Regions from separate parts of the Mus musculus genome. Here region 2 is linked to region 1. Evidence: chromatin contacts called from public promoter capture Hi-C data. All regions are on one chromosome and are shown on one strand. The core of a region is the stretch at or near the end of the contact, and the rest is flanking DNA. Distances in the headings are between cores, read along the strand shown. Region 1 holds the start of Pkhd1 (polycystic kidney and hepatic disease 1). Region 2 overlaps Rims1 (regulating synaptic membrane exocytosis 1).

The links. Promoter capture Hi-C pulls out the DNA fragments that hold promoters and counts their contacts.
Region 2: a contact with region 1 is called in a promoter capture Hi-C map of liver, with 4 times the contacts expected there. The contact joins the enhancer-like site here to the promoter of Pkhd1 in region 1. A contact is called at or near these places in 5 of 39 promoter capture datasets (the C10 cell line, hippocampal neurons, liver and 1 more).

The regions. Positions count from the first base shown.
Region 1 is chr1:20,616,622-20,623,434 of GRCm38.p6, reverse strand. It overlaps Pkhd1 (polycystic kidney and hepatic disease 1), which reads left to right and starts at 5,378. Exons shown (of 67, transcript NM_153179.3): 1 at 5,378-5,524.
Region 2 is chr1:22,313,870-22,320,391 of GRCm38.p6, reverse strand. The region is part of intron 30 of Rims1 (regulating synaptic membrane exocytosis 1); the gene reads left to right. Among named protein-coding and RNA genes, the nearest start is that of Kcnq5, 360 kb to the right of the region's middle. Within about 2 kb of position 4,226, at least 4 of the 459 cell types and tissues checked have an H3K27ac peak or open chromatin away from gene starts, as enhancers often do. A contact at or near this core is called in liver, where this site is marked.

The DNA.
Region 1 (6,813 bases), core at 4,129-6,628:
AAAACAGTTCAAACTGAAATCATTCATCACCTCAAAGAAACCTTTTCAAAAATATCCTATTTCCTGTCGTAGGTTGGTTTTCTGAGCTCTGAGACAGAGCTCTGTGACAGACATTGGTAAGGTATTTATTGAGGAAGAGGACTCAGGAGATAATTGTAGAGTTTGAGCAGGCCTGGCAGGTTGACATCTAACTTCAGCCTGATTTCAGCAAGCTTTGTACGCCTCTGTGAAGAGAGGTCTTGCCTTCCACATCCTGCATCAGCTAGCCAAGGAACCTCAGCACTTGCGGGAAGTATATCATTTTTTTTTTCAATTTTTTTTTTTTGAGACAGAGCTTCTCTATGTAGCTCTGACTGTCTTGGAACACACTCTGTAGACCAGGCTGGCTTTGAACTCAGATATCCACCTGACTTGGCCTCCCAAGTGCTTAGATTAAAGGCATGTCCCAACCTCCCCAACCCCCCAACAGAATTATGTAATCTTGTAGGCATTTTATGGTAAGATGGCTCTTACAGCTCGAGCATCCCTCTTCAGAGGGCTCAGCTATGAAGGAAGCACAAGCTGTGGATGGGTGCACTAGCCTAGCAATGGGGTAGAAACTGGGTGCTCACACCACATCCCACAACTTCACTCACCATTTCCATTTTTATAACTGTCCAAACTAGGAACCGCACTCATCATTCCTGTCCCATTAAGCTGTATTATAGCACTAGTAAAATTCTCTTTAGCTATATGTGATATTCGTATAGAATATTTTTCTGTCTCCTTTGAGCTCTGACTGGTGCCAGAACTGGAGCTGCTATTAGTAGTATTAGTGTTTTTACTCTTCTTCCCTATAGAATAGTTAATAAAACTTCATTGTTTATTTTTATGTACATTTCCCCTCTCTACCATTCTATATCTTTCAGTTTTCTCTCAGTGTCTTTTAATATCATTGGATGACATAAAAATATGGACAGTCTTCCCAACTCTACATGGCAGAACACAGTTTCCAAGACATGGCTGAAATGTTCTTCATGAGATGGATGGCCTATGCCACCAAGCTTCTAGTGCTCTCAGCCACACAGAAATATTCACCTCTCTTCGATACCTACTGTGATGATTAACATGGATTGCCAATCTCACCAGATCTAGAATCACTGAGGGACACCAAGCTCTGCGCATGCCTATGGTGGAGCTTCTATTCAGTTCACTGAGGTGGGAAGACTTTCTCTAAAAGGTGGGTGATACTATTTTATGGACTGAGGTTCTGGGCTGTTTAAAGAGAAGAATGTGAGTTGAGGAACAGTGTTCATCCGTGCTTTCTGATTGTGGATGTAATGTGAGCTCTGCGAATTTCCCCACCATGATGGAAAGGACCCTCAAAGCATCAGTCCAAATAAACATGGTAGGACCTTTCTGATGTGTAAGTGAAATAATGAAAAAGTTAGCAAAGAACTCCATAAAGCTAGTAATTATTAACTATCTGCATCAGACACTTGATATACTTGACGTTGTTCATCTGTACGTTCAACAGATGTCTCCTGAGTATCTACTATGTTGAGCTTCTGTGAGCCACCTGGATACTGCTTTAAGCTGCTAGAGTCTTTTCAGTTCCACCCAACTAACCCACAGAGACATATGACCCAATTTGACAGTGGCGGGAGAGCAGACACCTCTTTGAAATGCTGAGTATCTAAAGCCCAGCTTAGCAGTACAGACCTTTAATCCATCAACTCCAGAGGCCAAAGCAAGCGAATTTCAGGACTACAGCAAGGAGTTCAAGGTCAGCTTCAGCAACTTAGTAAGATTTTTGTCCCAAAATAAAAATTCTAGAGGGCTTGTGATAAGCTCAGTGGCTGAGTACTTGTCTAATACGTTTGAGACCCCAAATTCAATTCACAGTACTGGAAAAAATGTTGAGAATCTGACACATGCTTGTCTTTGTTTTTTTAATTACAGTGGGATTGTTGCTGCCTTCTGGTGTTAAGTGAGCAAGTTCAAAGATCTATTCAGATTTATAAGGTAAGAAATATAGTCTCTACACTTAAAGATAGAATTGACAAAGAATTTGTGACCAGCTTCTAAAATCCTGCCATGCTACTTAGCTTCTCAAATAAGATATCTGAATAGGTCTTATGCTCCTGATAGTTGCCCCCTGAATGATCTGACTCGTTACTTGATGTCTTCATTATTCTAGAGGATTTTCCTCATCTGTATCGCTCATATCATATCAGACACCATGCCGTTTTAACGGTGCAACATTTTACAGGGAGGGGGCAACCATTTCTTCCATTTTGAAAATTATTTAAGATACAAAAACTGACAATATTATAGCATTCTGCCACTACAGCGAGCATTCAACAGGGCTTCAGAAATACACGATTCACCATTTTAAATCCAAGTGTGAGAGACATTTCTGAAAGCTCAGGTGGGCTTCTACACCTCAGCAGCAAGGTATAAAAAGGAAAAAAATTAATTGCTTTAGTCTTGTCACTCCCTACTGGTATGGTTTATTTTAAATTCTGCTGAACATGGGGAGAAAAAATTGGCTGTAATTCAGAAACTGACATGCAGTGATATGATACTCTCCAAATTCAAAGAAAGGAATGTCTCTCTGATTTAGGAAACACTGACTACTGCAACATCTGTCTAGTGTGACATAGCAGGAATAAAACTGAGAGAGCAGCTAAAGTCTACCCAGTCCGAGTGTCAAGTTATAGAAAGTGTCAGGTTTTTTTTTTCTCTCTTGGAACAAGATGAGTCTAAAAATATCACATATCCCATATTCATTTTTTCAAGTCCCTTAACGTTTATTTTTAAATTTTGAGATTTCAGAGTATTAGTCATCTTGATTAATGTGAGACGTTCTTTTGCTTCAAAACTGGAACTCTTATGCACTCTGAAAACTCCAAAACCCATGCAAATTGCCTGATGTCATGGTTTTCTTCTTTCTTTCTTTTCTTTTTTTATTGTATTGAATATTTTCTTTATTTACATTTCTCCGATAGTCTGTGTGTCCCATAAAAATCTTTCAAGCCCTATAAATTTACAATATGATTTTATTCTAGTCTCTTCTAGTGAATGACTATGAAAAACCAGTATGTTCCCAATACCTATACATGATATAATATTACATAGTGCAGGTAAAGAAAACAAGTTATTCCCAAGCACACCCACATAGATTCAAGAAAGGTTTAATTATTTTATTATTTATCTTTAAAAGTAATCCCATAAGAATCTTAAATGAATCACAAATCTAAACTTTTATATAAAAAATTTGTCATATCTACTTTAAATCCCCAGAATGCACATCGTCACATCAGAAATTCTTATTAAACCACATCAGGAAGCTGAGCATAAAAATGGGTATAAGAAATCAACCATCAGCAGTCCAGCCTCAGTGAGACACGTTCCCCAGTGCTGCCATTGTTCTTGTTCCCTGACCATAAATGTTCCTTGCTTAACTAATAAGAGTGTGCCTTTCTGAACTTCAAATTGTTCCCTAAGATTTTCTATATCAGAGTCTGTAGCAGAAACATCATAACCTAACTTCACTAACAAGTTTATTTTTCCAAATGCTTTCTAAGGGTGGTGGTCATTGTTGATGATCTATATCTCTCAGTTCTTCTCTAGGGTGGTGATTGAATCATTAATCTGCTCCAGCAGCAATGACTGAAAGAGATCAAGCACTATTACTGTGAATGCCAGAGATGCTGCCCAGTTAGGGGCTGGAAGCCCCCTTAGAGTTTTCATACAATTCTCAGATTAACAGGGGTGTGAGGGCAGCAAGCAGAGCAGAACTCCATAGCAGTGTGAAGTCCTCAGGACACGTGGTCCTTGGGGTCATGCTTCAACCGTGGCTCACCCGTGTGCCTGTGCTAGCCAGTGGGCTGCATTCCATGAGTTCCAAAGCCAGTTGTCATTCCCTCTGTATGGCCCTTGGCAGGAAAGAAAGTCTGTTAATGAAAGTCTCACATTAATGTTTTACCCTTAGGTTAGGCCCTGGGTGGAGTCAAGCTGCCTCAAAATCTGAGCCCATGATTCTGATGTATGATGTATGATTCTGGGTATGATGATGGGAAATCACACCCAGAGGGATTTGCTTTCCTTTCCTTTGTATCTTCATGAAGAGAAGAGGGCTGAAGAAAAGCAAGCAAGACAAGAGAGGAATCCCAGAGAGGAAAAGGGGGGCTTTTTCTCCAGGGAGGTTCTGGCAGTGCAATGTGAGGTGAAGCATCTCAAGAGTTGACCCTGGAAGACAAAAGCTTGCTCTAATCGCCTAATGAAGTTCTTCAGTGGAAAGTCATGCTGCTGTCCTGTCCACCTGGTGATCTGCCCTCTTTCTTTCAGAAATATGGATATAAGTTGTAGACAATATAATAATTTTTTTTCAAAGTAAGGAAAGGGGAAAAGCCCAAACCAAAAGAGGCCCCAGGCATTCTCAGTTTCAATACTTTGCTTTCATTGCCTAGGTCTATTTCAAATATATCCCTAATATAATCCACGTTATGGATGAGTCTACTCTATAGAAAGCACAGTGCAATCTATTTGGGTTTATAGAAGAATAAACATAGTATTTTTCCCCTACGTGATGTACACAGAGTTCTGGGAATAGCTTATATACGTCAGACACTATTGAGCAGCTCAACCCTGCTGAATCATTTAGCAAGGTACACTCGAGTTTTGATGACTGTGAACTGTATATTGCCAATACGGGAACTTAGTTATCTCTCAGAGTATATATAACCTTAGAGTCCTAATAGGAAATAGAAGGCATATTTGAGATAAAAAATTATTAAAGGGATTAGTTCTAGAAGGGCAGCCAAGATTTAGAAAAGGCATAAAGGGGTGGTATTAAAAACTTGCAAGCTAGCAATAGTATAAGCTGTTAGTAGCCTTGGCCTGAAGATGCACACAAAGGAAATATATCTGAACCTGCAGAAAAAGCAAGCACAAGACAGCAACAGTATTCCATGAAGGAAATGATCTACTCTAGTGACCTTTGAACCCCAGGCTGTGCCATATTTTTGAAACCAATAAGACATCAAGTGTAGTGGACCACCACTGAAAGCCCATAGCATAGGGTGCAGGATCAGGCAGAGAGCACTCATGGAGCATGTAAGTTCCTGCTGGGGTCTCTGCTCACTGGCTGTCTTTCTGGCACCTCCTTTCAGTTACTGAGTGCCCACTGGTCACACTGGCTAGACTATTTTTTTCTTTTCTTTTCTTTTTTTTTTTTTAATTCTTGTCTGAGACACATGCAGTAAGTGGAGAAAAATGTAAGCAGCCCTTTCTTTGGGTCTCTAAGTGGCTCGCGTTAATTATTAAACTTGCCCTGTGGTCATTTGTGAACTTTCACTCTGGTGCACGTTTAGCCAGGACACAAGCGAGTTAGGTGAGTTCCAGTCCAACAGGAAGTGAGCTACCTGCATCTTAGCTAGCTAGCTAGCTAGCTGCAGGCTGGCCTGTCACCGAATAACGCGGCTTCGTTTAGAAGGGGACGGTTTCTCTCATTTGAGGCACAAGGCTGACACAGCATCAGGTACTGTTTGATTCAGAAAAAGACTTCCTTTTCTAGCGCTGCATCTCCCACTGTCATTGCAGTAAGCAAAAGGAAGTGGGAGTGGGAGGTCCACAGTAAGAGCACGGAAACTTGTCTTTTAGGCTCCCAGAGGAGGGGATGCTGAGAGAAGAGGGATGCGGGAGGGGCAGAAGAAAGAGAACGCAGACAGGAAGAGGACTAAACTCAATGCACAGTGCACGTCTCTGTGGCTGAAACATTCCCCTTAAAAGAAACTGGACACTGTGTTGATCACCAGGAAGGATGAGCAGACTTGAATGAATCCCCACCCAGCAAAGTGACATTTATGGTTCATATGACTGTTTTGTTTTGGAGGAAAAAAAATAGGTATTTCTGAACTTCAAGTTTATTGGAGCTCATTGTGGGGTGCTTATTTCTGTTGTTCTAAGTGGGGTGTTATTATGCTTGCTCTAAGCATGGGGCCGGACATTAAGATGAATTATTATAAAATAGTATGCCCAGATTGGCCTGCACACCTGGCAGAACATGCAAGCTGGGTCCCGTGCCTTTGGGCTAGGTATGGAATCCTCGCTCCTGTTGTGCTTTTGTAGGACATGCACTTTTGAACGCTGGATGTTTGTAAATTGAATTCAATTACAAATAGACTGAAGGGTGTAGGAAATTTTACAAGGTAAAAGGACACCTGGTAACATCAACACTCCTTTCAAACCTCAAAAGACTCCACGCCTCCTCTTTGCTGGGGACTAAGGACAGACTTTTATTTCCCCTGGCTTCCAGTACAATGTTCAGCATCTATTGGGTATGTAATAAACTTTCCCAGTCCTGAACTAAATAGAAGTTATTATCTCTTTTGGGCCATCTTAAACAGGACACACCTGTATGATAAATTCACTACAATTGGGCAGGCAGACATTGCTAGACATTCTTGTCGTGAAACTACTGGGGCGTTCTGAAACGGTTGTAACTGCTACCACATTGAGTGTTTTTGTAGAAATTTACATTAACGTATATGTAATGATATGGACTTATTCATTACGGTTTTCAAACTTTCAGAGACCCTCAGAGCTAGAGTTTTAGGAATATTTGTCTATTCACTTCTGCCTGGTGTTAGAGAGGAACTCTCAGCCTTCATAGGGCCAGGCTATGTGAATTCTGTTTCCTTCAGCATGGAGAAAAAGCCATTTATTCTAGATCTGTAAAATCAGATGTGTGGTATTTAAAAATGTATCAAAGAATTAAGTCTTTGAATACTATATCAGGCCCTTATATTATGACCTGTATGGAAATGG
Region 2 (6,522 bases), core at 2,977-5,476, 1.7 Mb before region 1:
GAGAAAGAATAACAGAAGGAAGAGGAAACCCCTAGTAGCTTTAACAAACAGCTAAGCTCAGCTCTTTTGTGCTACACTGCTATGCAGTCCTGCCTTTCCCAGCTTGCACACTGGTTTCCTGGAAGCACATCTGCTGCCTGTTAGGAAGAGCTTGGTGCCAGCAGTATCGCCCCTGTCTTGTCTCCAGATCACAGCCCAGTGTGGATTTGTGCAATAGATGATTTCCTCTTTTGATTTGATCCTCATAGAAGTAATGAACAAGAAGCTGCTGAGATGGCTCAGTGGGTAAGAACACGTGCTGCTCTTCCAGAGGACATAGTACCCACATAGTAGCTTAAAAGCATCTGTAGCTCTCATTCCGGGTCATGCACTGCCTTCTTCTGGTTTCTGAGGGCACCAGGTATGTATGTGATGAATACAAATAGAGAGGCAAAAACACTTGTGCACATAATAATAGAGATATGTGAACAACACAGGAGAAAAAGATAGGCATTGGTTTTATGTAAAAGATACAGTTTAATGAAATAGAACTGAGGAGCCTGGATAAGAGATAAGGTGGGGGAATAGCACCCATCATCTCTGTAACATTTAAGCATCGTTTTCCTAATGCAGGGAAAGGCTATAAGTTGGTGTGAAACCTGGAAGACACTTTGACATGACTTCTAAGATTCCTGACTTGCCAGTTAGCAAAGGTTGTTTTGAAAGATTCAGGGGAAATTCCTATTAACAAAGTATTCAACTTATTGCAGACTGTATAGGGACAAATGAAAGGAATTTTTATTTAAGTATTATTCTTACAGATAGGATCACAGAGGGAAAGTCATTTAGCTTGTCAAAGAAGGTATATAATTTTGAGACATATTCTAATGAAAAGGAATTCTTAAGATGAAAAGCAAAAGAAAGATCATGACTGTTAAGAGCCTGGCCCTTGGGAAAGCAGCATGAGATACTGTTGCAGGAAACAAGGAAGAAGATGAATATTGAGTTTGGAGGCCTTATTTTCTGCCTATCAGGCTGTAGCTGCTAAGTGCTTCTTAAATCCATGCATAGTTTTCAGATGGCATTTTGTTTACCCTCAGAGTATAGCAGAACCCAGCTGCGAAATGTCAGATGAGACATTCAGAAGAGATGGCTCAGCTCTTAAGACACACTTCTCTTCCATAGGACCAGAGTTCCATTCCCGCCACGCATATCAGGTAGCTCACAACCACCTATACCTACAGTTTCAGGGAATCTAATGGCCTCTCTTGGCTTCCACGGACATTCACCCAGACATGTGTTTACATATTCACTAAGAGACTTAAGGTGTGTGTGTGTGTGTGTGTGTGTGTGTGTGTGTGTGTGTGTGTGTAAGGATATGAGTTCTAAGAGTTTATTTAGTCAGCTTTGTTTGGAACTCATGTCACCAAAGCCCTCGTGTGACAAGGGACTCACTTGACTAGGATTCTGCTATATATTTCTTTCCATCCCTGTGAGAAATAATGAAGTGTCCTATCTAGTTGACAGAAATTTTTTTACAAAGGTCATCTAAAAATGTTACTAATATTACCAAAATCATTTGGTTTTTTTTTTCAAAATAATATATCTTTAGAAAGTGCTGAAAACCATGTAAATGACCCAACGTAAGACTTCTTTAATTTCTCCAATGTTCTAGAAAGATTTATCCATTTTTACTTCCATTTTCCTAGAAATGTACTGGACACTATTTCTACAGATGTCTAACACCGGTTATACTGAATGGGTATGATTATGTTTCTTTACCTGGTTGGACTGACATGAAACAGGATAAATGAAAAGTTGTAGTTTGTTTGCCATGTGTATTTTACCTTCATTCCCTAGGCCCAAGTGGGAGACTGTTAGTTCCTACCTGAGTCCTAAGGATTTGAATTAGATCCCATCTGTGTCTACATTTTGACTTGAAAGGCAGTAAGCAACATCAGGTTTCAGAGAATGTGTATGTTGTGATAGATTATATGCTTCCACATCAGTGATCACCTTTATTGATTAGTTCTAGCTCCCTGTGCTTAAAGTTGATTTATGTTGTATTTTATCAGTGTTTTTAGTGAATACATTGTCTTCATCTAAAATATTGTTCAGTTTAGCTACTCCATATATGTGTATGTGTGTATGTGTGTGTGTGTATATATATGTATACACACACACATACATACATATGTGTGTGTGTCAGAATACTTATTTCTTAGAAAATGCAGAAAATTTTCATCTCAATATGATTTGTGCTGTCATCTAAGTATACCAAGTTACCATGATGTAAATGTTGTAGCTACTGGCCTTTCAGATGTCACAGCCTCATTTTGGATGAAGAGCACCAACACAGAAGTTGGGTGTAAGGGTAAGAAGAGCACTTAGAAGGCAGAGACAGGTAGATTCCCTGGAGCTCCCTGGCCAGTCAGTCTAGATAAAAGAGCTCCAGGTTTGCTCCTGGGAGACAGTGTTTCAAAAACCAACATGGAGAGCAATTGAGAAAGACACATGACCTCTAGCCTCTATACATGCTTGGAAACATGTGCACATGCATACACACATACACACATGCATACATGTACACACACACACACACACACACACACGCACGCAGCCCCCATATGCTATTATAAAGTAATTTATTCTAGATCAATTAGATTATAGCATTTAAATCATAATAAAATGATAGTGAGTTTGCTAGTAAAAAACATATGCTTCTGCTTTTCCTTAATATTGGTTCAACTATAGTTGCACATTTTCGAAAAACACAATAAGAAGCTTCTCTTAGGTGACAGCGTTGGTTGGGATCCCCTAAGAGAAAGACCTCAAAGATTTGTAGAGGTTTATTCAAGGCACAATCCAAGCATGTATTCCCATGACTGTGAGACATGGGAGGTAGGGAAAGGGAGGCAATATTTAATATGTACTCTACAAATAAGATCAGTGGGCAGGAAGAGCTTGTACAAGTTAGAGAGGAGTGACTGCTACTGAGAACAAGGAGCCTGTACCATTCCTCCAGTGCCTGCTTTTGCTAGGGATTCGGGTCTGCTTGTGCAGTCCTACATTCCTGGCACCTCAAGAGAGAGAGAAATACGGATGCTGCTGATGTAAGGAGCTCACCAGTGCCCACAAAACAACATTGCTGAAAACAAAAAAGTGGGCATCTAGAAAGTAGGCTAAGACCCCAGCAGCATCTGCCTATAACTTTGGAGTCTGGGTGTATGGTTTGGGTTCAACGCAGAGGCACCAGAAAGTGGGAGAAGTCAAACCCTGTGACTGCTACCATCCTCTCCCTCTTTCCCTTCTCTCTCCTTTCCTCCCCTCTCCCTTGCAATGGTGTTTATGTCCCATCCTTGTTCATGTACCTGGTTTTGAAAGCAGCAACAGCCAGAAATTTTGAGGTACACAGACTTCCATCCCTTGTCACAATTCCAAAATATTACTTGTAACTATGTTGAGACAATTTTATCAAAGTATCTTATCCTTTATGTGCCCTGTCCTGGAGGAGAGAAGAAGAAAATGTCAAACATTCTGGACCCCAGTCTCTCCGAATTCTCTGTGCCATTTTGGAACAAGGAGACCCAAGGGGACCCTCTTATGGTGAACTGCTCAGTGCTGCAGTTCTCCCTCCCAGGGTAGGGTAGTCCACAAGGGTTTACGCGGGATCTAAACAGCTTTTATTCGGGGAAATTTGTTTTGATTAATGGTTGTAATTTTGACACTTTGGAGTACTAACTTTCCTAAGCTCCCCTGGCCGTACTTGGGAACTACAGCAGACCATGAGTATTCTGATGAGGGTCCACGGAAGTATGTCTGAAACTCAAAGAGCAGAAGGCAGGTATAGGAAAGTTCAAGTTCACATGAGAAATTAAGTTCAGCCTCTGCCCTCCCTTGCCGCTTGTCTCCTGGCAGAGGATGGCTTGGGTAGGAAAGGACACGAGAAAAGCACCCGGAGTCTAGAAGTATCTAATAAGGACGTCTTAAAAGTCATGATTTTGACAATTTAAGTCAGTATAAGTTAAATGTGTTTTACAAGCACCAAGTGGATTTGATGAAAAATATTGATAAGAAAATATCTTCTGACCCCATGAAAATCTTTCCAACAGGTTCATACTTGAAATTAAGCTTTAGTTCTGAGCTGTGCTTCAGTGCTGCTTACATGGTCAGAGACACTCAGTAAAGCCTGCTTGAGATTAATTTTATTTGCGTATCTCCATTGCACAGCTTGTTTAAAATGTGACGGCATAACAGCTTTCAGTTCGTAGCTGTTTAGCAGTTTCCACATTTATTTGTTGATACATAGAAGATTGCCCAATGACTTTGTTCTTAATGCCCCCATTCTATAATAAGCTGTAGAAAAGGCATTCTTGATAGAAGCAATTTAATCATGCTGTGTTTCTGTGTGAGAAAGAGAGAGGGAGGGAGCAGGAGGGAGAAAGAGGAAGGGGGGAGAGAGAGAGAGAGAGAGAGAGAGAGAGAGAGAGAGAGAGAAGTGTTATTTCACTGAGAGGTCTGATAAATACCCACCCAGAGACAGTAGGAGTCATTCAAGCATTCACACTAGGTCACTCAAAGACAGAAGGAGCCTTCCAGCATTCAGGCTAGGTCACAGCTTCTTTGCTCTTCTCCTGGGAAGGACTCCCTGCTGCTGCTTAATTGATTCAAGACAAGCAAGGTAAGTCAGTGCTCCCTGCTTGTATTTAGTAACTCCTAACAGGAGCGTGATGGTTAATTTATAACTTTTCCTAGAGCTGAACTGACGAGCCAGATTCCTGTTTTCCTAAGCCCTTCTGTAGTACACAACTGCTTTCAAAGTTGCTGTTATAACTTAAGATTACCAGAAACTGAATGAAAAGGGGAAGGGAGGGGTATTTTATGTGTAGGTAAAGTACTTAAAGAGGGATGTTGCAATGGCCACTGTACTTGCACATTCATGTTTCTCAGCCCTGATTAGCTTTAAAGCTAAACTCACCGGATTTTAAAGCTCTTTAGGAACCTCAAAGGTGAACTCTCACTAGCACCAAATTGCACTCTTGATGCTGCTCCAAAGTTGCACTGTTCTTTAAAGTTGTCTTATTTCTGTTCCAAACTGTTAGGTATGGTACATATAATATAACCGTTTTAACTACAAGTAAATGTCACTATTGTATACGGGCTTTAAAAAAAATATCAAGAAGTATATTTTACTTTGCATTTGGAAATAACAAGTCACATTTTCTTAGCTGGAGTCCAGGAACGTCCTTTGCTTTTGTCGTGTTCAGAGGAGAGCCAGAGAAGAGTATCTTGTTAGGTCACAAGAAACAAATGTATCAACAGTTTAATGAAATCTTAAGTAGACTTGAGGGTGGTTGTTATAGTGGGTGGGGGGGGGGAGACAAGAGGATGTATACACAGATGTATACTATGATAACTGCATACTGATTCTTCCTCTGTTCGGCCATATGCTGATGTTATAGACAACAGGGAGGGAGTTGGAGGTGCCTATCATCGTCACCAGCACTGACACCAAGGCCATTCTGAGAACACTCTCGAAAATGACAGCTTCACATCTGTGTATTCAAAAAACAGGGTACTTCCCCAACAGCTAATGTGCGTGGTCACTTCAGTCTTTACCAGCAGTTCCCGTCATTGCTTCTAAGACTGCTTTAAAGCCAGAAGATGCTCTGCCTATTTAGGGTTTTATAACATATTAAAGAAGAGTCTCTTCCCTGTAGTTTTTATTCTGTTTATACCTTTGATGCCCTGACTAATACTTGTATGGAATCAATCCACAATTTTTAGCTCAACGTTTAACATCTACCTTCAGAGGCGGGGATTATGAAATGGAATGAAACCATAAATACACTTAGGGTGGCTGTAATACGTTTGAGATTTATTCGTTCCCTCCCCTAATTCCCAATATAGTTTCAGTCATCTGTCTTAAAAGGAATCCTAACATCTGCTTAGTTTTACCCCATCTTTGCCCTTAGCCAACTCAGTGAAATGCCTCTTGCTTTGTATCTGAGCTTGCATGTAAGTAGCAAGAGATTGTTTTCCCGCCTCTGTGAATGGATTTCTCTTTTTCTTCCTCATATTTTAAACTTGGAGTAGAAGCACCCGTACAGAATCGGTGTTGTCTGCATTTCTAACCCCAAGTGAGTCTCTTAGTTAGGGCTTCTGTTGCTGTGATGAAACACCATGACCAAAAGCAACTTTTTGAGGAAAGGAATTATTTGGCTTATGTGTCCACATTACTGTTCATCATTGAAAAATGTCAGGCTAGGAACTAAAACAGGACAGGAACCAGGAGGCCGGAGGTGATACAGAGGCCTACTTGCTTGCTCCCAAGGCTTTTCTCTGCCTGCTTTCCTATAGAACCCAAAACCAGCAGTGTATAATGGGGTGAGCCCTCCCCCCATCAATCACTAATTAAGAAAATGTCTTTCAGGCTTACCTACAGCCTGATCTTATGGAAATAATCTGTCAACCGTGGTTTCCCCTCTTAGATGACTATAGCATGTGTCAAGTTGATATGAACCTAGCCAGCACAGTTAACCC